Regions from separate parts of the Mus musculus genome. Here all the other regions are linked to region 1. Evidence: chromatin contacts called from public HiChIP or PLAC-seq, capture Hi-C and promoter capture Hi-C data. All regions are on one chromosome and are shown on one strand. Each heading gives the region's core, a stretch centred on a gene start, on an enhancer-like site or on the middle of the called end of the contact. The rest is flanking DNA. Distances are from core to core; before and after follow the strand shown. Region 1 holds the start of Mrpl28 (mitochondrial ribosomal protein L28). Region 2 holds the start of Rab26os (RAB26, member RAS oncogene family, opposite strand). Region 3 holds the start of Pkd1 (polycystin 1, transient receptor poteintial channel interacting). Region 4 holds the start of Nudt3 (nudix (nucleotide diphosphate linked moiety X)-type motif 3). Region 5 holds the start of Spsb3 (splA/ryanodine receptor domain and SOCS box containing 3). Region 6 holds the start of Mapk8ip3 (mitogen-activated protein kinase 8 interacting protein 3). Region 7 holds the start of Cramp1l (cramped chromatin regulator homolog 1).

Region 1 (3,233 bases), core at 374-2,873:
TTGGGATCAGCGCTAGCATCCAAGCCTATATGGGTCAGGCCCAAGGCATGCATGGTGGCGCACACCTTTAATCCCAGCACTCGGGAGGCAGAGGCAGGCAGATTTCTGAGTTCGAGGCCAGCCTGGTCTAGAGTGAGTTCCAGGACAGCCAGGGCTATACAGAGAAACCCTGTCTCGAAAAAAAAAAAAAGAAAGAAAGAAAGAAAAAGAAATGGCTACAACCATTGGACAAGTCAGCGACTCACAGGGAGTGGCCTCAGCAAGACAGAAAGCTTCAGGGGCTGCACCAACAGGGACTCAGTCCTACTTGTAATGGCTACCCTGGGGTGCCCCACACTCCCTGCCCATGCCCATGCAGTGCACTCGGCACTTCCCACGAGTCTGACAAGACCTTGGAGTGCACTAACCCCTGCTTGCCTTGAGAATATAGAAGTCAAATCCATAGGCCTCATCGATGAGATCCAGGGTCCTCATGGTCACAGTCACGGTGAACTTCTTGTCCAGGATTTCACTGTAAAGCTCCCGAGTGAACAGCTGTGGCTTCCACACCTTCTTCACCCTCTTGGAGAGCTAAGGGTGCAAGAGAAACCTCCCGTTTTCCTATAGACCAAGTGGGCCCCAAAGCACCCTTCTGGAACCTGGGCTACTGTGAGCCAGGCCCTCTCCCTTCCTCAGACGCTCCTCAGGACCACTGATGCAGGTCAGGGCCCCTGAGCTGGCTCTGGACACCCACCCACCTAGATGTCTGCTTCACTCAGGCTAGCCCTAATGCTACTGGTATATGTTCCAGATTCTCACACAGCTGAAACCCAGTAGCCACAGGCAAGTGAATGACACCCTGGAAGGCCTGAAACATACTCTCTCCTCCCACAGGGCTTGCCTAGGAGCAGAGTATCACCAGAAGAGATAGACTCCAGGCAGTCATCTCGGTCTTTTTGATTTTTATGTACTAGGAGCAAAGTTATTCCGTCCTAAAAATGAGGGAAATGCGCATAGAAACTAGCAGGTGACAAGCAGATTTCACTTCTCCCTCCTCTTCGGCACAAGCTTCGAATCTATCCTTCCTCCTTCCTTTTCTCCACCACTGTCCCCACTCTGTCCTTACTTTTGATACTATCTGATCCAGGACCACCCCACTTCAGGACTAGACTTTGCTATCGGAGTTAGCTTGCTCCGTAAACAAAACGCTTGTGTTAGTCTGGTTGACCGTTTGTGGCGCCCAGAGCAGCGCCTGCTCAGCAAAGCATGCAGAACAGCCGAGATGGTCCGCACCCACCTTGTCGTTGTTGGCGTATCTGTAGCCTAAAATCAAGCCCTCTCCACCCCACAGTCCCTGCTGGGACTCTGGAGGGTAGTGAACTGGAATGGGTACGTCCTCAACGCGCTCGCGCTGCCCATTCTTGGGGTTGATCTTGAACTTGGTCCCGTGAGGTTTGTAGTGTACCGGGGTCGGCGTCCGTTCTTCTTCCAGTGAGCGCAAGAAGTGGGCGGGCAAGCGCGCACAGATGCCCTGCCGCAGCCGCAGCTTCTGCCACAGGTGCACAGGATACCTGTGCAGCGGCATCGCGCGACCCTCTACTTCTAGGAGAGCGCGCCCGCGCCTCCCGGAACCGGAATAGCGTCACCGAACGTGCGCCTTCGCTCGCTGCCAATTGGCAGCAACGCCCGTCCATCTAAACTAATCCCTTTCCCTCCGCCTCCTTTAGGGACCATGAAAAATTATCTACTGCGAATGGGTTCAAGGCACCGTCTGCCAAGTGCAGCCCAGGAGTTCCCCAGCAGCTTTGGCAAGCCTGTTGGGAAAGGCTACCCTGAGCTCAACCTCCCTTTCCCTCCAGGGACGCAAGGAAAAAAAAAAAAAAGACCACTCATTTGATTTGAAAAATTATTGTAGAATATTAAATTCACCAATTACATAAAAATATGCCTTCATATCTTAGAACAGTAACATTTTACCACCTGCCCCCCACCCCCAACAGAATATACACATTTCCCCTTTCAGGGGCTAAAGTGTGCTTTGGTGCCAAATAAAGGATGTTAGTAGCTTGGGAAGGAGCCCAGAAGCCCACACCTGCAATCCCAGTACTCAGAGCAGATGAGCCTCACAGTGGGAACCAAATGGCCTGGGCACACAGCACTACCAGCTCAGTGACCCCAGGAGACCAGAAAGATTGGGCTGGGGATCCAGAACCCACTCCTTAATCCTCAGTTGATCCAGTAGGGGTCAGCCTCATCCAAGTGTCTAGGGCCAGCACAGGAGAATGCTCACCAGACTGGGGCCTTGGACCCCTTAAGAGAGAAGGGAACACTAGCGAGCATTGTGTGCCTTCTGGAGCCAGACCTCATACAGCTGAGCAGCCTGCTACCTCAGGCTCTCCCGAAGGCCTCCTGCTCCAACAGACAATGAGGGAGGGACAGCACACAGCACTCCAGGTCTTAATCAGCTCTCTGATGACCCTGGACTCTACCATAGCAACTGCAGCAGGAGGGTATCCCCATGCCAAGGCAGGATGGCATTAAGGGTACAGGATGTCAGAGACAGTGAGTGACCTCTGTGCACTCAGACTTCCTTGCTTGTGGGTCTCATATCACGGCTTTCCAAAGGAAGGGGACCACAGGAATCCCTTATCTGTATCCCCATCCATAACAGCGTGATCAGCCCACACGTGGCACCTGTGGGCTCCAGGTGGAAACAGCTGTGACCTTCAGAGGAATTGGCAGCAGCCATAAAGATTTTTTGGGGTGGAGGGGGTCTTCTCTGGAGAAAGAAGCCAAGCGTCTCAGGACAATTTTATTCAGATGGAAACCTGGTTGGGGCTAGACAAGCACCTCTCTCGCTTGTCCTAGCTGAAGAGGTCATTAGAGTTTCAGGTGTCCATGAACCAGCCTTATCAGGTCACTGTGTACAACTCATCCCGATCATTCCTGCAGATCTGGTAGTGACAAGGGAACTTCTGCAAACAGGCCCAGGACCCAGCTTTTTCCTCTCGTGGTGGCAGAAGAAATGCTGCACTACCAGCCAGTAGGATGTGCCAAATGCTGTGGGTGTAGTAGTAATTGTCACTGGTCATCATTGAAGTATACATGGCGATGCCAACGGAAGCCATGGAGATGCCAGGCAGGAGGTAGAAGACCCAGCGCTGCCAGGAGGTTGGGTAGCACTGTCCCCGGTGCCCACAGCGGTATATCTAGAGTGGATAGCCACATGGGAGTTGGTTGGTTGGTGCAGACCC
Region 2 (3,233 bases), core at 344-2,843, 1.6 Mb after region 1:
ACCTAGCTGGCAGTAACTATTTGCAGGAGTATGGGCTACCTTTCATGGAGACCAGCGCAAGGACTGGCCTCAACGTGGACTTGGCTTTTACAGCCATAGCAAAGTAAGTCCTGGTAATGAACAAACACTACCTCACATTCTAGGATAAGTGGGCTACCTTGTTCTATGTTATCTACATCCCCTCCCCTGTTGCTCTTCAGGGAGCTGAAACAGAGATCAGCCAAGGCTCCCAGCGAGCCGCGCTTCAGGCTGCATGACTATGTTAAGAGGGAGGGCCGAGGGGTCTCCTGCTGTCGACTCTGAACCTTGCTGAAACTCAGTTCCACGCTGGAGGAAGCAGTTCTGCCTTTGAGAATTGCCCGAGTCTATAGACTTGTCCTCAAAGGATGGATGCCCTAGTGTCTTCTCAAAGACACCAGAGGCTAATGCTTACCCTTTGCCCCAGTGGCCACCAGAAATGGTCTTGAAGCATAAAAACCAGGCCACAGCACATTGCTGCCCTCTTCTGGGCACTCCCAGAAGTGAGGAGGGGGACCACACGCAGCACACTGCTCAGACAGGACCCCACTCAAGGCTATGTCAGTCACTGTCCATTTGTTGGACTGCTTCCGACTCACTAGGAGGCTGATATAGGGACGCACAGCAAGGTCAGAATGATAGAACCCAGTCACAACTTAGCAGGCTGGCCCAGTCCGTTCCACTTTGTACTAAAGTCACCAAGCCACAAATGTTGAGTGAAAACCTGTCCTCTAAGTCCCTATTAATAAAGGTGTTTCTGGAGTTTGTGTCATCTGTGGAAAACCACCTCCTGGGGCAAAAATGGCTTAGTGGGGGGGTAAAGGTACTTCACCTGGGGAAACACTTAATTTACACATGCGCTGATACCGTCACCAAAATTCCCACAGGAATAGTTTACTATCAAGATTAGGGTGCCCCACAGCCTATTCCTTAAGTAGTGCTGGCTTATAAGGTCACCCTAGATTAGAATGATTCAAACAGAATATCTTAGTCAACCCCTTTGCGGACTGTGTGACGCCAAACCAGGGCCTCTACGGCACTGTGCTATCAGCACATGAAATCACAACGTCTGAAACCACAGTAAGATTGCATTTCACTTTATTGCTAAGAAACTCAGATACACGGATGCCCAGCTTACCAGCCAACACTCCTACTCGTTGGATCTCTAGATGCAGCCGACTCAACATGCCCTGAAAAAAAAAAAATCAAACATAAATCTTTACTTTGGTTAACTTTTCACTCAAAACCCATCCAATTAGTGACGTCGCGCCCAAGCCTCAGTCTTATAATGTAATCAGACTACGCATGCAGTTTTCATACGAGGTGTCAGAAATTAATTCATCACGGGCTTGGGGCTGAAAAGGGAAGCCAGGCCCGACCAGTTCATACCTGCAAAAATGGAGTCAGAAGAAAAATGGGGAAGGGTTAAACCCTTAGGACTAAAGCACTTCAGCTCGGGAGGAAGGCAGATCTGTAGCAGAGGTCCTTTGAGTTCCATTCGGCGAGCACTACTCCCAAAACGTTCCTTACAAAACCTAGATGAAAGGGACCACGAACACACTCACTCCCAAAAAGAGCGACTGCTCGCGAGGCTCAAGAGTTTATAGAACTGCCCCTTATGTGATTGGGCCACCTCTGAGGAAGTGCCCACCTTCCTCCACTGCTGATATGCTCCTCGAGCTGTCCTGCAATTTCCACCAATCGTACAGCGACTTTTGTTTTGGAGGCGGTATTTTGAGTAGCTCGAATATCCTCCCGGTTGTAGAGCCATTGAGTCCATGAGTGACGAGTTCAGTTAGCCAATCAAATTCCAATGTGCAACATAGAGTGATTCTGAAGCTACCAATCCGGTCCTTCAGTACAGAGGTCGCCGGAAGTCGTAGTTTAGGAAGCTCAAAGCGTGAAGCAGCACCTAGAGTTCCTGAAGTCCGTGAACTACAAGTTCCGACCTGCCCCGGGACTTCCGGCTCCTGTATCCTGAAACCTTTCCCGGCCGCGGGCCGAGAGGGGCAAGATGATGCCGGTGGGTGAAGTCGCTGCTCCTAGGCAGCCGCGGGCGGGTGAGTGAGTGCGCGGAGCACAAGACCTGGGGCTCCTTCTTCCGGGGAGTGCGGTGGAGCGCGGGCTGGTTGTGGGAGCGTCGCGAGCGGTCGTGGGCCTAGCCTGGGGGGCGGGACTGAGACGGCTGGGGTCTCAGCCTCTATAAGTCCTCCTGACTCCAAGTAAATCCGTCTGTCACTCCTTCCCTTCACTCTCTCTTTCGTTGTCTTTGCACTCCTATGTTTTTTTGAGCGCTGCCTGTGTGCCAAGCAGTATCCTAGGCTCTGGAAAGTCGGCGGAGAACCGGATTCCAAACTGATAAGCTCATCTGGTACGCGGTTTTGAGACAGACCATTCTGCCTCTAGGGTCCTGTGCATTGTACGCAGTCCAGCAGCAATTCTGAGTTTGTTCACTGAATGGTAGTAGTAACACCCACAGCCCTGTTTTGTTATGACAAAAATGTCTCAAGACTTTGGTAACTGTCTCCTTGTGGCAACTCACCTGCAGTACTGTTATTCTAGTTAAAATAAAAAGTTAAAAATCATGAGGAACTGTGATAAGTTTTACGGGGGGGGGGGAACTGAACACAGATAAAGTATTGAGTATTGGGCGTTCTTAAATCTTTGGTAGGGAGACCTACAGTTAGCTGAAGATCTGATGGAGAAGCAGTCAGTCTTGAGACATTTCAGGAAGAGCCTTACAGGCAGGGGGAGTCAGAGGAGCAAGCCAGCAAGTATAGGTAAGTGATAGGTAAGGTTAAGAGGCAGAGCAGGGTAAAGTCTGAGAGCCTCTGGTATGTGTGATGATTTATGAGTCAAGTAAAATAGTGAGGAAGCTAGACCAGCGTCTTCTAACCCTCACTAGAGGCCAGTTGTCCCAGCCTAGATTCTTTTGAGGCAGGCCAACATGATCAGATGAGGCTGAGGTCTAGAGATATCTGTCTCATCTCCCCTCCTGCCCCGCTCCCTGCACGCACAGGCTCATTCCTTTGCAGCCTTGTTCTTCAGGGGCCTCTCCATGTCCCAGATCTCTTTCCTGAGGATCTTTGTGGCAGGCGCTGCTGCAGTCATAAAGACAATCCTGAAGATCCTCTATACATTCATGTTTCTCTGCAGAAACTCAAGTCCCTGTACCCTGAGGTCCTAAATCTATTTGCAGCTGTCTCTTCAGGAAA
Region 3 (3,233 bases), core at 278-2,777, 1.6 Mb after region 1:
AACAAAACAAAAAAAAAACCGGTTGGAATCAGTTAATCCTGAGACAAATTACTGCAGTCTGCAATCTCCTCTTAACATTTTTGATCCAACCCTGGTTGCCAACACTGCAAAGGTCCAAACCTAAGCTATGATGTCTAGGCTGTGATACCTTGAAAATACATCGCATCTCCAAGCTTCTTTCCTCACCTGTAAAACAGAGGTCTGGCTCTACGCCAGAGAACTGGACTAAGAATTAAGTGTGATAATCTATAAAAAGAGACTAGTTAAGCCTGGTTCAAGATGTTGATCTCTCAGTGAGATTTGCCTGTTACTTTCAGAAGGCAAAACTGCCGAAATGGCAAATGTTTTAACCCCTCCTGGCAATTTCCCCTCCCTAAGTACCACTAGAGGCCCACATCCATCACACCCTCTACTCCCTAACACTTCTCCAGCAGTCACTATGTGTGGCCAACCTCAGGCCAGGCCGCTGGACCAACCTTTTGTCCCTTAAACATAGTCAATTCTTACACATCCATAAAATTCTTGTCGAGACTCTTCCCCTAGAGGCCAGCTCTGAGCCCCAACAGAAATCTCCAACCCCAGGATACACCTCAATTAGTCTCTAATTAACGTTTATTCCGCAACCTCCTACCACGCCCCACGCACTGTTGTAGCTCCTGTTTGAGGAGCCCCGCAACGTAAAACGTCAGTCTTCGTAGGAACTGGGATTTTTGGCTACTCTTCTGGGTCACGCCGGCTGAGGTCCAAGGTTTTCCTTATTTAGTCGGGCCGACATCCCTGCTGGAGCCTCGCCCTAGGAGCGGCCAGGCCCCGCTGCGTCTTGCGGCCCGAGCTCAGGACCGCGCCCACGCTCTGCGGCCGACAGCCCGGCAAAGCTCCAGAAGGGCTCTATCTACCTCAGCCCTGCTCCCGCCGGACCCAGTCATGATGCTCTAGCCAGGCCGCCCGCCGCCATGGCAACCGCCTGCCCGCCTGCACTGCCTCGGCGCAGCTACTCACAGCGCGGTGGCGTCAGCCGGGATGCGCAGACTCGGCCCTAGCGTCTGCAGCCAGCGGCCGGAGCAATTGACGCGGCAGGCGGCGTCGGGCGCAGGGCCGCAAAAGCAGGGGAGCGGGCAAGGCCCGCAGCCGCGCCCAGGGTCTCCGGCCAGCGCTCCGAGCCACAGGCCCAGGCCTAGGGCCAGCGCCAGGAGAGCAGGCGCGCCGAGCGGCATCGTCAGCGCAGCCCGCGCATGGCCCCGGTTCCCCGAGGCCCCTTGCGCCGGCAGCCGCAGTTCAGGAGGGGCCCGCGGACCTCATGGTGCGGCACGGGGCTGAATGCCGCGGCGGCCGTGGCCCGTCTGCGGTGCGACAGCTGCTCAGCGCTCTGGGGCAGGCCGCACCTCAGGGCCTTGGCCGCCTGCTCGCGCATTCGCGCTGCACTGCAGACCCAGCGCCAGCTCCTCCTCCTCCCCCACCTCCGGCGTGGGGCGGGGCGCCCTCAGACTCCGCCCCTGCGCTTCCAAGTTGGCTGTAGGTGGGACTGGATGAAGAGAAGGCCTTCACAGGCTCCGCCCTCTTCATTGCAGATCCTGCAGTAGGCGGGGCCTGAAGGAAGGGCGCCCTCAGAGGCTCCGCCCAGTGAGCGTGAGCCTTGGTGGGCGGGGTCTCACGGGAGGGGAGTCCTCCGGAGGCCCCGCCTTCTGCACCGCTGGGTCTGCTGCAGACCAGGCTTGAAGGTGGAGGAAGCTCCGCCCCCTCTGCTGCGGCGTTTCGAGCCCCGAGTCAGGCTGCGGTTTGAGCAGCTGCCCGCTTAGGCTGTCCCCTACCCACAACGGCTGGAGAGCTTATGGCTATTCACCCTGCTTTCCCGAGTTCCCCCTTGAAGTCCTCTGGCTGTTGAGGCCTTCTTGGAGTCAGTAGGTTTCTTCGCTCCTAGCCTTCTGCAATCAACAGTCACAATATTAAAAACACTAGTAGGTGCAGAAGAGAGGGCTCAGCACTGGGTGGTGGTGGCAAAGACTTTAATCCCAATACTCGGGTGGCAGAGGCAGGTGGATCTCTGAGTTCAGAGCCCAGCTTGGTCTACAGAGTGAGTTCCAGGACAGCTAGGGATATACCGAGAAACCCTGTGGAGGTGGGGGGTCGGTTAGCGGATAAAGGAAGCCTAATCAGCTGAGTCCTCTCCCGAAATCCACGTACACAAATCCAACTTATACAAAGTTGTCCTCTGGCCGCAACACCCTGGCCATAGCATGCGCTCTACACTGATAATAAATTAAAAAAACAAAACAAAACAAAAAACCCTGCGACCTACAGTTTCTGGGTGCCAGCTGTGCGAGCTTCCACTTCGCAAGTCTTCTCTGACCCTGGAGAGTACCGCCGACCTGAGTCAATAAATACTTGCTGCGTCATATCATGGACCTCTGCCAGAGCATGCTGCAGAGGCTCAGAAGTGATGCATGAGATTGAGCTCACCTGGAGTGGGTGCAGTTTAGCGCCGTGCCCTCCACCACTCCGCGCAGACCACCCTGCGGAGGTGCTGGGGAGACGCTGTACCACCCGCCCACCCGCCAAGCAGCTCCATCTCAGGCTTCAGTCTCCAGGTACTGTAGATCCTTGTGCGCAGGAGCTAAAGACAAAATTAAATTGAGAGAAAAGACTCCAACCATAGCACCGGGGAGTAATCCTTGAAAAAAATGTTTAGACGTCCAAATACCAAGAACTACACAGGAAATATTCAAAAAGGGAAAGAAAAATTAAATTAAAAAGGGAGAGAAAAGTCCACAAAGACAGGAAGTTGATGAGTGCCTTGAGACTGGAGGAAAGGGGTGGGACGTTCTTTGGGGCCAATAAGCATGTTTGTTCCGTAATTAGACGAGTGAATGAACAGCCTTATTAAATATATTGAAACGCACAGAAGCCGGGTGAGGTGGCACACGCCTTTAATCCCAGTACTCAGGAGGCAGGGGCAGGCAGATTTCTGAGTCCAAGGCCAGCCTGGTCTACAGAGTGAGTTCCAGGAAAGCCAGGGCTACACAGAGAAACCCTGTCTCGAAAAACAAACAAACAAACAAAACCAACTCACAGAGCATGCATGGTAGCATGCGCTTCTCAGGCCAGTACTCTAGAGTGAGAGGTTCCTAAAAGCTCCTGACCAGACTACTTAATTAATTTCTCACAGGACTTCCAAGGACACCCTTTTAACCTCTCTCAGCTCCTTCATGGATGAGAATAACAAATACCCATACAAA
Region 4 (3,233 bases), core at 491-2,990, 1.5 Mb before region 1:
AGACTGGAGTTACAGGTGGTGGGGAGCCACCTCATATGGGTACTAAGGACCAGACTGGGATCTTCTTCAAGACTAGTAAGTGTTCTTAACTGCTGAGCCCCTTTGGGACGGGGTTTCATGTAGCCTAGGCTAACCTCAAACTTGCTGTGTAACCACAGATGGCCTTGAATTCTTGATTTTCCTGCCTCTGTCTCCACAGTGCTTGGATTACTGCCATTGCCTAGTTAATTTGGAATCTAGAGTTTCATACAAACTAGGCAAATTTCAGTTTTAAATTGTATTTAGCTATTACTGATAACGCCCAGTGCTTTCTGCTTCCTGGACACTTGGACATTTTCAGGCGCTCCTATCCCTGAGGCACCTTTTCAGCCAGACTTTTTACATTTTTACTTTATTGGTGTTTTGGCTGTATATATATCTGTGTGAAGGAGCCAACAGACAGTTGTGAGCTACTCTGTATGGTACCATGTGAACTACCATATACTGGGAATTGAATCAGGGTCCTCTGGAAGAACAGCCAGTGTTCTTAATCACTGAGCCATCCCTCCAGCCCCTTCATTTAGTTTTTAAAGAAGTTAGAATATGTGTGGACACATATGTCATAGAGCACATGTAGCGGTGAAGCTTGTGGGAGTTGGTTCTCTCCTTTCGCTATGTGTGCCAGGGATCTAGCTCAGGTGGTCAGGCTCCATGGCCAGTGCCCTTTTAAACTGACACATCTCTTGGGCCCCTCTAGATTATTAATGAAGTATACTACATACAAGATGATTAAAACAGGTAACGGGGACCCGTCAGATATCCCAGAAAGGTCATTTGCAGCCAGGCCTGACCACTTAAATTCAGTCTCCTGGTCCTCTGTGGTGGGAGAAAATGGATTCGTTTAAGTTGCCCTCTGACCTCACAGAAGCAATCATGGCGCACACACCTGTCCCCACAAACGTACGCTGTGCGCTTTGGGATTTATTTATAAATCTTGAATATCTTGACAGAATTTTCTAAACGTTTAGCACACGGTAATGGTGCCCGTTTTGTTGCAGGAACGCTGTAGCCCACTTTCACGTCCTCTAAGAGGGTCATCCCAGTGTTATAGTCACGGCCAGAAACCATATTTCATGATTTACGTACGTGTGCTGTGCACACTCTTACAGTCTCTCCCTTTCTGCTCCTGTTTAAGAGGATGGCGTTCTCTCTTTTCTTTCCTTCCTTTTTTATTTTCTTTTTTGCAGTGCTGAGGTTCGAACCCAGTCCCTCAAGCATGTCGCCAGGCAAGTGGCAGCTTTTGCCTTTTTTGCACAAATGGCTGCAGGACGCACATATGTCCAGACAGCTACCAACTGACCGCAAAGAGCAGCCCCGCCCCGCCCCACTCCTGATCCCCAGCAGCTAAGGTTGACAGTCTGCGGCGAGGGACAGCAGAGCGGCGCTGTCACTCTCCCTGTCATCTGAGCGGCGCGACCTTGGATCGGGCTGGGCCGCTCAGCCGGTGACCTTGGGCGGGCCCCTGCTCTCTGCCCAGCGGCGCCCGGGACCGTGGGGTCGCGGGTGGTGCCCACGCGCCGCGCCTCACCCGGCTTCCGCCATCCCCAGCCCTACGCTGTCTGCGTAGCAGCCGCGCCAGCTTCCGCGGCCTTCAGTGCAGACGCTCTCCCGCGCCGGGCGCGATTCCGGAACGCCGTCCGCGCTGCGCACGCGCGGCCGTCCGGCGAGCCCGCGTGCCTTACGCAGCTGACGCAGCGCGTCCAAAATGGCGGCGCGGTCGTCGTCGGGGGCGGCGGCGGTAGAGGGGGCGGTGGCGGTGGCGACGGCGGCCGTGACGGCGGCGCAGGGCCTGGGCCGGGGGCAATGAGGCTGTCCCGCCGCGGAGCCGTGTAGCGGACACACAGACCCTCCTCCCCGCCCTCTCGATCGAGCCTGGGGCGCGCGCGCGCGCGGCCGCCCGCCTGCAGCAGGCTCCCCTTCCCTGGACTCCGAGGCCCCGCACGGCACCCCCCACCCGGGCCCGGAGGATGATGAAGCTCAAGTCGAACCAGACCCGCACCTACGACGGCGACGGCTACAAGAAGCGGGCCGCGTGCCTGTGCTTCCGCAGCGAGAGCGAGGAGGAGGTGAGGCGCCCTGCCGGGGGTCGGCGGCGCCCGACGGGGTTTCCTGGGGAGAAGGGGGGGTGGGGAGCGGAGTGGAGAGGGCCCGGGGCAGCGGGATGCCATCCCGCGGCGGGCCGTCGGGGGTTGGCCGCCGTTCGCCCGGGGCAGTGGCTAGGCAGCTCGGCGCTCGGCACACGTGCATGGGGCGCAGGCCGGCCTTTGTGGCGGAGCGGAGGGCCGCTCCCTCCCTCCCTCCCTCCCCGCAGGGTTGCTGCTGGCCGAGGGGAGGTGGCTGCGGGCGAGCACTGGCAGCGACAAGCCGGGGCCAGCCGTTCGATTCTAACGTTGAGCTGCTGAGTCCGTATGGTTGGAGCCTGAAAAGAAAGGGCACTGGACACGGTTGTCGTCGAGGTTGTTATTCATATTGACCGGAACACTTCACGACCATCAAAAGCTGTATTTATGAAGATCTCTGTCCCGACGTTTCTCTGCTGTGCCCAATAGGATGAGTCGTAGGGTAAGCTAGGATAATAGAACGTTTTAGAGTCTTGTTCCTTTTTCCTTAAGGAACTTAAAAAAAAATTTTTTTTTCGGCTTCACAAAGCCGTTTCTGTGGTGATGAAGCGAGATTCATGAAAGGCGCGTGGTTTGTAAATCCACAAAGAATAGCTGCTTTGGAAATTCATAAAATGCCTGTGGGGACACATTGCTGTCGTGTGTGTGCATGGTGGTAAGATGGCAGTTCGCTTGAAAACAATGAAGGGCAGTGAAACTGAGTATGTTTTATCCCGGCCCTCGGCGGTGGGCTGGGGTGGCAAGCCTGCAGTACGGTGCATCGTGTTGAAATGGGCGACAGGAACTTGACCCGTTAGTTATGAAAGGCTCTGATGAAAGGGAGGATGGACTACCAGGAATCACTGTCCGGTAGATACTCAGGAGGAGGAAGAGGAGGAGGAGGAGGGGGAATTTAAATGAAATGACGGCCTGAAGAAAATCCGTGAAAGCATTCTTTGTGCTGTTGAGGGATTGCAAAACAGGAGTTTTGGAAATGTATACTTTGTTACTTTCCTTCATTACCAAAGGTCCCCGAAAGACGCGCTTTGTAAGTAAGCAAGGTCAAGTTTTAAATGATGCGCTGGCTTTGGAATA
Region 5 (3,233 bases), core at 386-2,885, 1.2 Mb after region 1:
ACACATGAAATACAGCATTTGTGTGACAAAAACATCCAGGGTGATCCAAATGGCTCAGCATATGTATGTGTGCTACTGCACGTCACGGACAACCTAAGCTTGCTCCCCAGATACCAAATAAAGGTGTAAGATAGAACACACATACAAGGCTCCTGACCCATTCACTGTGGCACACAATAATAAAATTGGCAGGCCTGGTGAACAAGCATTGTACAGTAACCAGCACTATCCAGAACTTTCGATCCCTGTCTCTTGTCTTGAGGCCTGACATACCTCAGGCTTTACCAGACCAAAAAGCACCACATACCAGGACACAGCTCAGCTGCCTGGCTCAGTGTCTTTTTCACCCAACATAGACACTGGTTATCCCCACCTTGCCACTTCGACCTACCTGCCCATCAGAGTCATAGCCCCAGTTAGAGCTGCCTGCCAGAGCCACAGCCCGGGCATCTGTATCTCGGCGGGCTGCGCTCAGGACGAAATGCCATGCCCTGCTACTCCGTGTACGCCGGGCCATAGTGGAGAGAACCTGGAAAAAAATAACTGTAACTTTAAAGACATGTAATGTATCAATGTCCAAACAAGGCCCAAATCTACACCCCACAACTCTGCCCCCTGCCACTTCTACCTGGCAGCCTAAGCCATGGATCCACCAAAGGCTGGGGACTCCAAGCCCTCAACACTGAGCTCTGAGCTCCAGAAACTCCCACAAGCTCGTACCTGGCTCGAGTATCTGAGCACCTCAATCAAGCCCAGGGCGATGGTGTGAAACACAACCCAGACACCCATGACTTTGGATGTGTCCCAGCCCATCTCTGCATTCTGTTCAGGAGCTGTTGCCCCTCAGGCATTTGACACTTAACTTGCTCCTCCTCCGCGGTCCACTTTGGCAAATGGCATCCACAGCATCCAGTTCCTCATGCCAGAAACACCGCTGTCATCCACTCCTGACACCCCTCCTTGCCATTGGAGACCCCCACCGCTTCCTGCACCACACAACTCCCTCTCACCCATCCGGCTCTGCACACTACAAACTCAGTCTTTGATACAACCTTAAACTCACTGGCTTGACATCGTTCTTGGGACAAAATGAAAGGCTTTGAGAGGTCCGGATCTCCTCTCCCGAGTGGACTGTCTTTGTCTAATAGTCGACTCTGTCCTAGCTGCCTCCTGTCCCCCTGTAGACCCACTGTACTACCCTACCTCGCCCCGGCCATCCACAAAGAAGCCGGGCGGGGCCGCGCACAGCACTCCACAGCAGTTGGGTTGGCTGAGCGCCGTATAAGAACACACAGTAGGAACCCAATGAATGAACCAGAGATGTCCCTGGACGTAGCCACGCTCGGCCTCCGCGGGGCTGAAGGTTGCTTCCCTCGCCAAAGGCTCGCGGATCTCGCCACAGCGATGCCGTCCCTGACGCCTGACTCCGAGGCCCCCGCCCAGACTCCCGAGCGCCACCGCCAGGGAACAACGGGTGGCCGGCTTGACCGCCTGCAAGGTCAACCCGCCGGCCGCCGGGCCTGACCGGGCTGGGCCGGCGCGGCTCACCTGCGGCCAAAAAGCTCCCCCGGCGCTGACCCACTTTCCGTTCCGGCCGCGACGCAAACAATCCCCGCCCCCGCCCTGCATTGGCCCGGCAGCCGAAGGCGGGCTCTATGGCAGCTTCGCGCGGGGGCGGGTCTCGCGAGACAGGACTGCTGTCAAGAGGCTTGCACAAACTGTCAATCCTGAACCAAAGTTTCTATTGGCCCTCGCTAGAGCGGTCAAAAAAAAAAAAAACTTTCGCATGACCATTGGACAAATATAAGGAAGTGTGTCCGTGCCCGTGGCGTCATCATCAGTTGCCAGGATCGGGACCTCCTTGGGTGATCTGATTGGCTGGACGGTGAATGACTAACCTCTCAAAATGAGTAAGGGGCGGGCTCTTGTCACCATTGGTTCAAAGGCTGCGAAAGTTTGGAGAGGAAGCGGAAGAGAGCCGCGAAAAGCAACTAGTAGCGGAATGGAGGCTGCTGCCGGTGAGCGTGCAGGTCGGTCAAACGCGAGGGGTTGGGAAAGTCTGAAGGCGAACCGCGTGCAGGCCCACGCCAAAGCATCCCATGTCCCCTTGTTTACTGAGCTAGCCGAGTGTCGCGATGCACACATCGGCGGTTATATCTGCTCTAAGACCTCAGCCTCACGCCTTTCCGAGAATTGGGGGCCCTGCTTCCCTAGAACTGGAAGTCTCTAGTGTGGAGTCTGCGTTTGTGCGCGGGTGTCGCTTAGCTGTGATCATCTACTCTGTTAGTTTCCTCTGTGTCTGTTAAAATTAGCTGGCAGTTTGAAGTGAGCGTTCACGTGTGCACGTGCCTTCAGTTGCTCCACTTCAGACAGAAGTGAGGCTGAGACAGGTCTGGGGCTTCTAGAAGACCTACCCGCGTGCCTTTGTCTTTGTCGCTCTCTCAGACACCCCAACTCCTGTTTCTCACCAGAACCCGGGAACCTGGCCGGGGTGCGACACATCATCCTTGTTCTTTCTGGAAAGGGTGGCGTTGGGAAAAGCACCATCTCCACGGAGTTGGCCCTGGCTCTGCGCCACCAGGGCAAGAAGGTGAGGCCTGGACCAGGGTTGACACCTGTTTCATTGTTGTCCCTAGCTCCCAACAGGCTTGGCAGACTTCTTTCCACCCCTCAGCATCCTCCTCCTTGCAGGTGGGAATCCTAGATGTGGACCTGTGCGGTCCCAGCATACCACACATGCTCCGTGCACAAGGCAAGGCCGTGCACCAGTGTGACAATGGCTGGGTGCCTGTCTTTGTGGATCAGGAGCAGAGCATCTCCCTTATGTCTGTGGGGTTCCTGCTGGAAAACCCTGATGAGGCCGTGGTGTGGAGAGGTCCCAAGAAACATGGTAAGAACTTAGTGAGAAGCAGTGCTTCCTCCCTTCCTCCAACTCCTCAGTGCCTCTTTACTGAGGCCGCTTTCCCCCATCTCGTGCCTACTGCCATTGGATAAAGCCAGAAGCTGGCCCTGGCCTGTATTGGAGTCTCTTTCCCATTGGAACGCTTCTACTGCGCATAGATGTCCACCCTTCAGGGTATATATACCTCTGGGTTTCTCCCAGCCTCTGGATGGAGAATATGACATGAGACCAAGATCAAGGGAGAAGCTGTGCTCTGCATTTGTTGTGAAGCCATCAGGCACTCCTTAGATAGGAAGGGATCTCCCTTCTGAGAACCCTCCCTACGGGCCCT
Region 6 (3,233 bases), core at 295-2,794, 1.2 Mb after region 1:
AGTTTTGCAGGCTTGAAAAATTAAATCAGTATCAAAATTCAGGCAACCTGAAAATGTTGTGGGGTGTTCACCGTGGAAGAATGCTCTGACATAGTTTTAAGCCAATAGGAAAGTCTTTATTAGCTGGCTGGTGAGTACACTGGGTGTTTAGGATCTCAAACAAGAAAGGCCTTGAGCCTTTCTCAGGATGAGCTTTTAAGGGCAAAGCCATGTTCTGGGTTGGCATGCTTCAGTTAACAAGAACAGTTAGTCAGAGGCAGAACTACAGAAGCCAAAAAGCAAAGTTAGGAATTTAGAGACTTTCTCAGAACTATCCACACTGAGGGATTGGGTCTGTTTTCATTCTTTTGGCAGGTGGTGCTATCTACATGCCGAGTTTTACAGCCTGAATTGGACTTCCATCATGGAGTGAGTTGTGCTAAGGTCTGAGGCATGTTACAAAACAATCTCTTAGAGTAGGTATTTATCTATGTGTTTGGAAAGATGAGGGAAGTATAGCCCCAGGTAATGGTGTATACTGAATGGCAGAAGCCAGGCATACCAAGTTCCAGGTCAGCCAGTGCTACACAGTAAGACTTTGCATATGAAATTGTGAGGAATGTTTTAAGTGCTCTGGACTTCAGCTACAAGAAGGACTGTGTTGGTTAAGAGTAAGATCTGGTGGCTTGCAGTTGAGAGTACTTGCTCTTAGAGGGGAGGACCTCTGTTCAGTTCTGGCCATCCATATGGCTGCTCACAACTGACCTTCTTAACTCCAATTCAGATGCCCTCTTCTGGCCTTCACAGACACCAGGAATGTGTGTGATGCACAAGTCTACATACAACCAAACACATACACATAAAATAACAAGTAACTTTTTTTTTTAAGAGGATGTGAATCTGAGCTGCCTTGGAAGGCTTTGGGGACCGGGAAAACCACGTAAGCAAGAAAGTAGTTCAAGGGCAGGAAAGATGGCTCAGTGGTTAAGAGCACTGGTTGTTCCAGAAGACCTAGGTTCAATTCCCAGCAACCACATGTTGGGTCACAACCATCTACAATGGGTTCTGATGCCCTCTTCTGGTGTGTCTGAAGAGAGCAACGGTGAATACATTAAATAAATTTAAAAAAAAAAAAAAAGAAAGAGGAAAAAAAAGCAAGTAGTTCAAAGTCAGGTTCATGGTGTCCCCAGCAAATGAACACATATAGATCGACTCGCTTTATATTTCTGTCTCAAAAGTACCGCCACACATAAGGATTTTAGAACCTGGTGTCCTGTGCAAAATGAAGCACTGCATGGAACTAAGCAACCAGCAGAGCGGGAAACAACCAGAAACAGGGCAAGCGACACATGTCGCGTGAACGTTGAGGGTGGCCAGAGTATGTATGACAAAGGTCTGAAGACAAACAGGACAGAGATAGAGAAGCATCCAGGTCACTCCAATCAGACTGAGCTACGTCCTCAAGAGCCACCAGCAACGCAGCCGGAAACGTTCCTTTAGCGTCAAGGCGCTCGGGGCGGAACTGGATGGGGCTCCACCCCCGCAGCCAGGCGGGACTTCCGGCAAGGGAGTGACGGGCGCGGCCTGGGCGGCGGCACGTCCTAAGGTAGCGGCTGCCTGAGGTGACAGCGGCCCGTGGATTCGGGCCCCGGAACGAGCCGCGCTGGCGGCGGCGGCGGTAGCCGCGATGATGGAGATCCAGATGGACGAGGGAGGAGGAGTGGTGGTGTACCAAGACGACTACTGCTCGGGCTCGGTCATGTCGGAGCGTGTGTCGGGCCTGGCGGGCTCCATCTACCGCGAGTTCGAGCGCCTCATTCACTGCTATGACGAGGAGGTGGTCAAGGAGCTCATGCCGCTGGTGGTGAACGTGCTGGAGAACCTTGACTCGGTGCTGAGCGAGAACCAGGAGCACGAGGTGGAGCTGGAGCTCCTACGCGAGGACAACGAGCAGCTGCTCACGCAATACGAGCGCGAGAAGGCGCTGCGCAAACAGGCCGAGGAGGTGCGTGGGCCCCGGCCGCCGCGGAGAGGGACGGTGAGGGACGGTGTGGGTAGCGTGGAGCAGCCAGCTCGGCTCAGCCGGCAGTATGCTGCTGATGCTGATGCTGATGCCGATGCTGCTGGGAGTGCCACTTTCTCCATCCAATTGGGACCTAGAGCACAGCCTGTGCAGAGTCCGGGAGACATGGGCCCCCATTCCTGCTGTCCTCTGACCTTGGCTGCCGCCTGCTGGCTCTGGGTTTTATTCCTTCCCGTCTTTGGAGCAAGTTGCCCTAGAATCACAAAGCCCAGAATTCTACAATTCTAGAAATAAATGCTCTTCGGTTTATGATGGGAAGTGCCTTCTTATATGAGGTTAAATTCCATTTAAGTGAAGTTGACTTGACACAGTCTTAGAGACTACTATTGAAATTAAGAGTCGATCTTGATATTTTGGCTTCTTATTAAGTTAGTGGCCCTGCATCACAGCTAGGATAAAAGCTTTGCTTATCTTGAATCATTCATACTTTCCATGGTTTGCCTTTTGATTGTCAAGATTTTGCTGTGAATGCATGGGCACCACATAACTGGCTTAATCAAGTTCTCTACATATGGGGGGATTCAAAAGCCTCAAAGGATGTGAGGAGGGCTTGGGTGACCTCAGAAACAGGGAACTGGCTCCAGAAACTGTCTGGGCTAGATCAAGGTCACACACTGACCACAGACAAAAGGACAGGCCAAGTAACAGGGTAGACCTTGGCAACAGCTTAAGCCTTACCTTCTGGGTTCATATTGCTGCCTAGTGGGGCAGTACCCTAGAAGTCTGCAGTGTTTGGTCCTTCTAGACCTGCCCTGGAGTTGTCTTGTGCCTGATACCACTCTCCATAGCCCTGACTCTCTGGGGACTTTTGATACATTGGCAAAGGACTTGGGTATTATTTCTTCCCCTTGCCTCCATACTTACATAGTCAAGATCACTAATGTGGAGAAAAAGAAGAAAATGAAGGTGTACTGTGGTAAGGCAAAGTTACATCCTTGTAAAATGGTTTCTGCTTGAGTGTTGACACTGTCCCCCGGGGAGGATGCCTCTGCCTTCCAGCTTAATAACAAGCTGGACGGAGCAGTGAGTGTACGTGGGGCTTAGGTTGTGCAGAAGACCCAGCTCTTGAAAGGAAGCTGAGCAATGCAATGAGTAAATAGATGCCAAACTGGCCCGGTGGAAGCCGGGGTTAAATGCCCATTTATGCCCTTGGAGGGACCTCCAGTGAGGG
Region 7 (3,233 bases), core at 324-2,823, 1.1 Mb after region 1:
CGATGCCTCCCGAAACGACCACTGGTGACTTGCGGCGGAAAGAACCGAAAACAGTCGGTACCTCCCGGCGCAGCTCTGAGTCTTAGGCCCACTTTAGGACCAGTTTGGGTTTTCCGCTGATGGGTGGGCCAGATCTATTTGCTACTCGGGGCAAGCTGCGTCAAGGCTCCTAATACTTTTCTCCCCGAGTTCATCCTGCCTACCCCACGCAGGCCATCAGTCGGCACCTCGCGGAGCTTAGTTGCATTGCATCGGATGGGGAGGCGCGGCTCGAGAGCTTCTCTGGAACGTTCTGAGTACCGGACACCGCCCCGGCGCGTGGCGCGTTGATGCCTCGAGAGACCGCTGCAAGCGGTACTCAGCAGAGGCTTGCAGCAGCTAGGCACAGGGTTCCCTGGGTGACCGTGTGCACTTTAGCCAGTGTTAGCCAACGGCGAGTGTCGCTGAAGAGCAGGCGCAGTAGCACGGTCCACGCCAATGAGCCAAGGGGATAACCAGAGGCGGGGACCTCCTGCAAACTGGGATACTTTTTTCAAACGCCACATGCATAAGCATTAGAGTTTTAAAAACACATTTCCTTATCGCTTCGAATAGGAAAAGTGTTAGTGGACTATGCTACGATACATTTATGGTCTTAAACCTGTTTTCAAAGTGCAAAGTCCCCACCCGAGTTCCCGCGCGCTTCAAGACGCCCCGCTGAGGCGGTGATTTCTTCTCACGCATCCGTCAACATAGTCTCAGCCAATCACAGCCAGCACGCTGATCCTATTGGCTGTCGGTTGGCCAATCGGAAAAGACGCATGATCCGCAAGGGCGCGAGGTTGCCGTCACAACACGCCCCACGTTGCGGGCCCGCCCCTGTACATCGTGCGGGCGCGCGCACGTAACGCCTGCTGACCAATGGCAGCCTAGCTGGTTGGGCGCGCCCGCAGAAAAGCTGGACGTGCTCGTCTTTTTTGCGGGACGTTCGCCCCTCCCCGCTCCGGCGCCGACTTCAGGTCCCCGGCGGCCGCCGTAGCCGGAACTGTTTAGAGCGCGGCGTCCCGGGTGTGGGAGGGCGAGTGGCGGCTGCACCGGTGCCGTCAGCCCTGTTAGCCGCGCGCCAGTCCACGGAGAGGTCTTGCGAAGGGGAACAGTGCTTGGTGACCGCGCCTGACACCTGACCACCAGCCCGGCGTCGCGGCTTCGCCGCAGCCGGAGCTGCCGGGCCCGGTCGGTTCTGCGGAGGCCCGGGATCCGGGAGCCAGGCTGCCGGGAAGCGTGGATGAAAAAGGTGACCGTAGGCTGCACTTGGGAGCCTTCGGGATCCGCGGAGGGGCCGCGGTATTCGTGGGCTGCGCCGCGTGCAGCCAGCGGTCAGCTCCTCAGGAAGGTGCGAGCTTCTCCCACCCGAAATGGGACAAAGGGTGTGGAGCCGGGACGAGGCCCACAGTGCCCGCGCCTCCCACGGTCAGGAAGTGACGGGTTTCGGTGACGGACTCCTATGGAGTCCACCGCCTCTGGGGAACGACCGGAATGTGCCTGGGGACAGGGCCCAGCGCGCCGGCGAGTGGGTCCTGTTGGATTGATGCATTTTGCTTGGTGCTGTTGGCAGTGCTGGTTCTGGGAATGGGTTTCGCTCCCTAGCACAATGACAGGGTTTTGGGAACCGTGGTGAGGGGGTTAAAAGTGAATAGGTTCGAAGTCTTGTGCCATAAAATCATTTAGCGTGGGGTTGTGTCTTGTGTGGTTCTGTGCCAGGGTTTTCTTAAGGTAGTATTTGAAAGATCAGTGCCAAACAGGAAAATTGCACACCGTTTTTGGCAGCACCATTTTATGGTGTTACTTCGAGTTTTACATCTCTGTCTTTACCTTCAGTCTGTTTCTTTGTTATCATTGGTACCTTGCTCTGTCTGCTTTTCTTTTTAAGTGGAATGTTTTCAACAGTTATGTTGGACCTAGCGTCTGCTAAAGAACGGAGTGTTTCTCTGTCCTGCTTCATCATGTACACAGCCTGTCTTAAGATGTTGGAATGTACCTGAACTTTAGTTTATTCTGAGTATAATTTCTCCTAGCTACAGATAATTATTATTTTGCTTATCGATATCTTATGACAGTGGTAGAAGTTAAAGCAAGAATTTTGTTGTTTCCAGAATTGTTTACATAGTTCAGTTCCTATTCTTAAGATCCGACTGGAACATAACAGTGTTTGCTGTCACTTTTCCGGTGTTCTCTAACCTGTTCTATGCAACAGGCTTTGTTGAATGAGAGGTGTAGTCGGGCCATCTCCCTCCTGGGAAGGTTTCCGGAGTGCAGAGTCTCTCTCTTGCATGCCAGCTTTGGAGGGAGCGGCAGTTTTGGCCTATGGAGCACTAGGGGCTCGGAGGGCAGCGCGGGCCGTTGCAATAGGCAGGTGCGCGGCTTGATCGCGCGTGGCTCGGGAGCAGAGGGGAGGCACGGGCAGTGCGGGGAGCGAGGCGGGATCAAGCTGGGGGCCATGAGCTGCGGCTCCTTGGGTTAGGTGGTGGCGGGACGGCGGTACTGCGGGACCCAAAGCGCAGAGGCCAGGTCATGCTGCCGTGCCTTCCGTGGCTCCGGGCTGTGTTGGTCTACCTGGGTTAGGGGCATCCAAGGGCGGGGCGGGGTCCCGGTCCGGTCGGGCTCAGCACTCTGTGGGCCCTCGGGCGGGCGGCGGGCGGCGGGCGGCGCTGGAACAAACAACGGCCGCCATGTTGGGAGGCCGGCGGTAAACTTCTGCCTGCCGCCCGCCTCACCGCTCCTCGTCTCTCTCGCCGCAGGATGACAGTGAAGTTGGGCGACGCCGGCAGCGGGGAGGAAGGGCTCAAGAAGCTGGGCAAGCGGACGGCCGATGAGGAGTCGCTGGACGGAGAGGGGCCCGGCGGCGCGGACGCGGCGGACAGCAGCAGCACAAAGAGGGACGGGCAGACCCCTCGGGCCTCCGGAGCCCCCGCGCCACCCAGAGGGCTGCCGACCCCGTCTCCACCGCAGGGCAGCCCCCAGGACCAGCACCATTTCCTAAGGTCCAGCGTGCGACCCCAGAGCAAGAGGCCCAGGAAGGACGCACCCTGTGCTTTGGGCAGTGGTGGTGCCAGCGGTTCCGGGCCGCGAGGAAAAGGTAGGGACCTATCCTGTGGCGTCTGACAAGACCTCCTCGGGTGGCACTTGCAGGGGCACGTGCCCCCTTCCATTCCTTGGAGGCTGTTGCTTTCCTCTTAATATTAGCATACAGGGCA

What was found. Promoter capture Hi-C pulls out the DNA fragments that hold promoters and counts their contacts. HiChIP or PLAC-seq counts read pairs in DNA pulled down with a chosen protein or histone mark. Capture Hi-C pulls out chosen DNA fragments and counts their contacts.
Region 2: an HNF4G HiChIP or PLAC-seq map of pancreatic cancer cells shows a contact between it and region 1. The contact joins the promoter of Rab26os here to the promoter of Mrpl28 in region 1. A contact is called at or near these places in 1 of 39 promoter capture datasets (embryonic stem cells) and 1 of 115 datasets of contacts at active chromatin or transcription factors (pancreatic cancer cells).
Region 3: a promoter capture Hi-C map of pre-B cells shows a contact between it and region 1, with 2.3 times the contacts expected there. The contact joins the promoter of Pkd1 here to the promoter of Mrpl28 in region 1. A contact is called at or near these places in 1 of 39 promoter capture datasets (pre-B cells) and 1 of 115 datasets of contacts at active chromatin or transcription factors (pancreatic cancer cells).
Region 4: an HNF4G HiChIP or PLAC-seq map of pancreatic cancer cells shows a contact between it and region 1. The contact joins the promoter of Nudt3 here to the promoter of Mrpl28 in region 1. A contact is called at or near these places in 2 of 39 promoter capture datasets (the C10 cell line and liver) and 1 of 115 datasets of contacts at active chromatin or transcription factors (pancreatic cancer cells).
Region 5: a capture Hi-C map of macrophages shows a contact between it and region 1, with 4 times the contacts expected there. The contact joins the promoter of Spsb3 here to the promoter of Mrpl28 in region 1. A contact is called at or near these places in 1 of 39 promoter capture datasets (pre-B cells), 2 of 115 datasets of contacts at active chromatin or transcription factors (astrocytes and microglia) and 2 of 9 other capture datasets (adipose tissue and macrophages).
Region 6: a promoter capture Hi-C map of liver shows a contact between it and region 1, with 2.8 times the contacts expected there. The contact joins the promoter of Mapk8ip3 here to the promoter of Mrpl28 in region 1. A contact is called at or near these places in 1 of 39 promoter capture datasets (liver) and 1 of 484 Hi-C or Micro-C datasets (B cells).
Region 7: a contact with region 1 is called in an H3K27ac HiChIP or PLAC-seq map of thymic regulatory T cells, with 4 times the contacts expected there. The contact joins the promoter of Cramp1l here to the promoter of Mrpl28 in region 1. A contact is called at or near these places in 2 of 39 promoter capture datasets (the C10 cell line and liver), 1 of 484 Hi-C or Micro-C datasets (regulatory T cells) and 1 of 115 datasets of contacts at active chromatin or transcription factors (thymic regulatory T cells).

What each region holds. Positions count from the first base shown.
Region 1 is chr17:26,121,893-26,125,125 of GRCm38.p6, reverse strand. It overlaps Mrpl28 (mitochondrial ribosomal protein L28), which reads right to left and starts at 1,623. Exons shown (of 5, transcript NM_024227.3): 1 at 1,277-1,623; 2 at 418-570. The coding sequence starts at 1,564. Pgap6 (post-glycosylphosphatidylinositol attachment to proteins 6) reads right to left here. Exons shown (of 13, transcript NM_021793.2): 13 at 1,872-3,188. The coding sequence ends at 2,892.
Region 2 is chr17:24,526,611-24,529,843 of GRCm38.p6, reverse strand. Rab26os (RAB26, member RAS oncogene family, opposite strand) reads right to left here and starts at 1,593. Exons shown (of 2, transcript NR_045289.1): 1 at 1,408-1,593; 2 at 1,100-1,208. Traf7 (TNF receptor-associated factor 7) reads left to right here and starts at 1,906. Exons shown (of 21, transcript NM_001172113.1): 1 at 1,906-2,078. Rab26 (RAB26, member RAS oncogene family) reads left to right here. Exons shown (of 9, transcript NM_177375.1): 8 at 27-103; 9 at 201-790. The coding sequence ends at 303. It overlaps LOC115488833 (a small nucleolar RNA gene), which reads right to left and starts at 1,368; the gene lies at 1,291-1,368.
Region 3 is chr17:24,548,244-24,551,476 of GRCm38.p6, reverse strand. Pkd1 (polycystin 1, transient receptor poteintial channel interacting) reads right to left here and starts at 1,527. Exons shown (of 46, transcript NM_013630.2): 1 at 1,000-1,527. The coding sequence starts at 1,214. It overlaps LOC115488769 (a long non-coding RNA gene), which reads right to left and starts at 993. Exons shown (of 2, transcript XR_003952238.1): 1 at 1-993.
Region 4 is chr17:27,621,959-27,625,191 of GRCm38.p6, reverse strand. It overlaps Nudt3 (nudix (nucleotide diphosphate linked moiety X)-type motif 3), which reads left to right and starts at 1,740. Exons shown (of 5, transcript NM_019837.2): 1 at 1,740-2,105. The coding sequence starts at 2,007.
Region 5 is chr17:24,885,076-24,888,308 of GRCm38.p6, reverse strand. It overlaps Spsb3 (splA/ryanodine receptor domain and SOCS box containing 3), which reads right to left and starts at 1,635. Exons shown (of 7, transcript NM_001163751.1): 1 at 1,549-1,635; 2 at 392-529. The coding sequence starts at 1,629. Nubp2 (nucleotide binding protein 2) reads left to right here and starts at 1,959. Exons shown (of 7, transcript NM_011956.3): 1 at 1,959-2,030; 2 at 2,472-2,590; 3 at 2,692-2,890. The coding sequence starts at 2,003.
Region 6 is chr17:24,935,288-24,938,520 of GRCm38.p6, reverse strand. It overlaps Mapk8ip3 (mitogen-activated protein kinase 8 interacting protein 3), which reads left to right and starts at 1,544. Exons shown (of 33, transcript NM_001163449.1): 1 at 1,544-1,984. The coding sequence starts at 1,667.
Region 7 is chr17:25,013,570-25,016,802 of GRCm38.p6, reverse strand. It overlaps Cramp1l (cramped chromatin regulator homolog 1), which reads left to right and starts at 1,573. Exons shown (of 21, transcript NM_020608.3): 1 at 1,573-1,676; 2 at 2,778-3,115. The coding sequence starts at 2,779. Ift140 (intraflagellar transport 140) reads right to left here and starts at 717. Exons shown (of 30, transcript NM_134126.3): 1 at 1-717.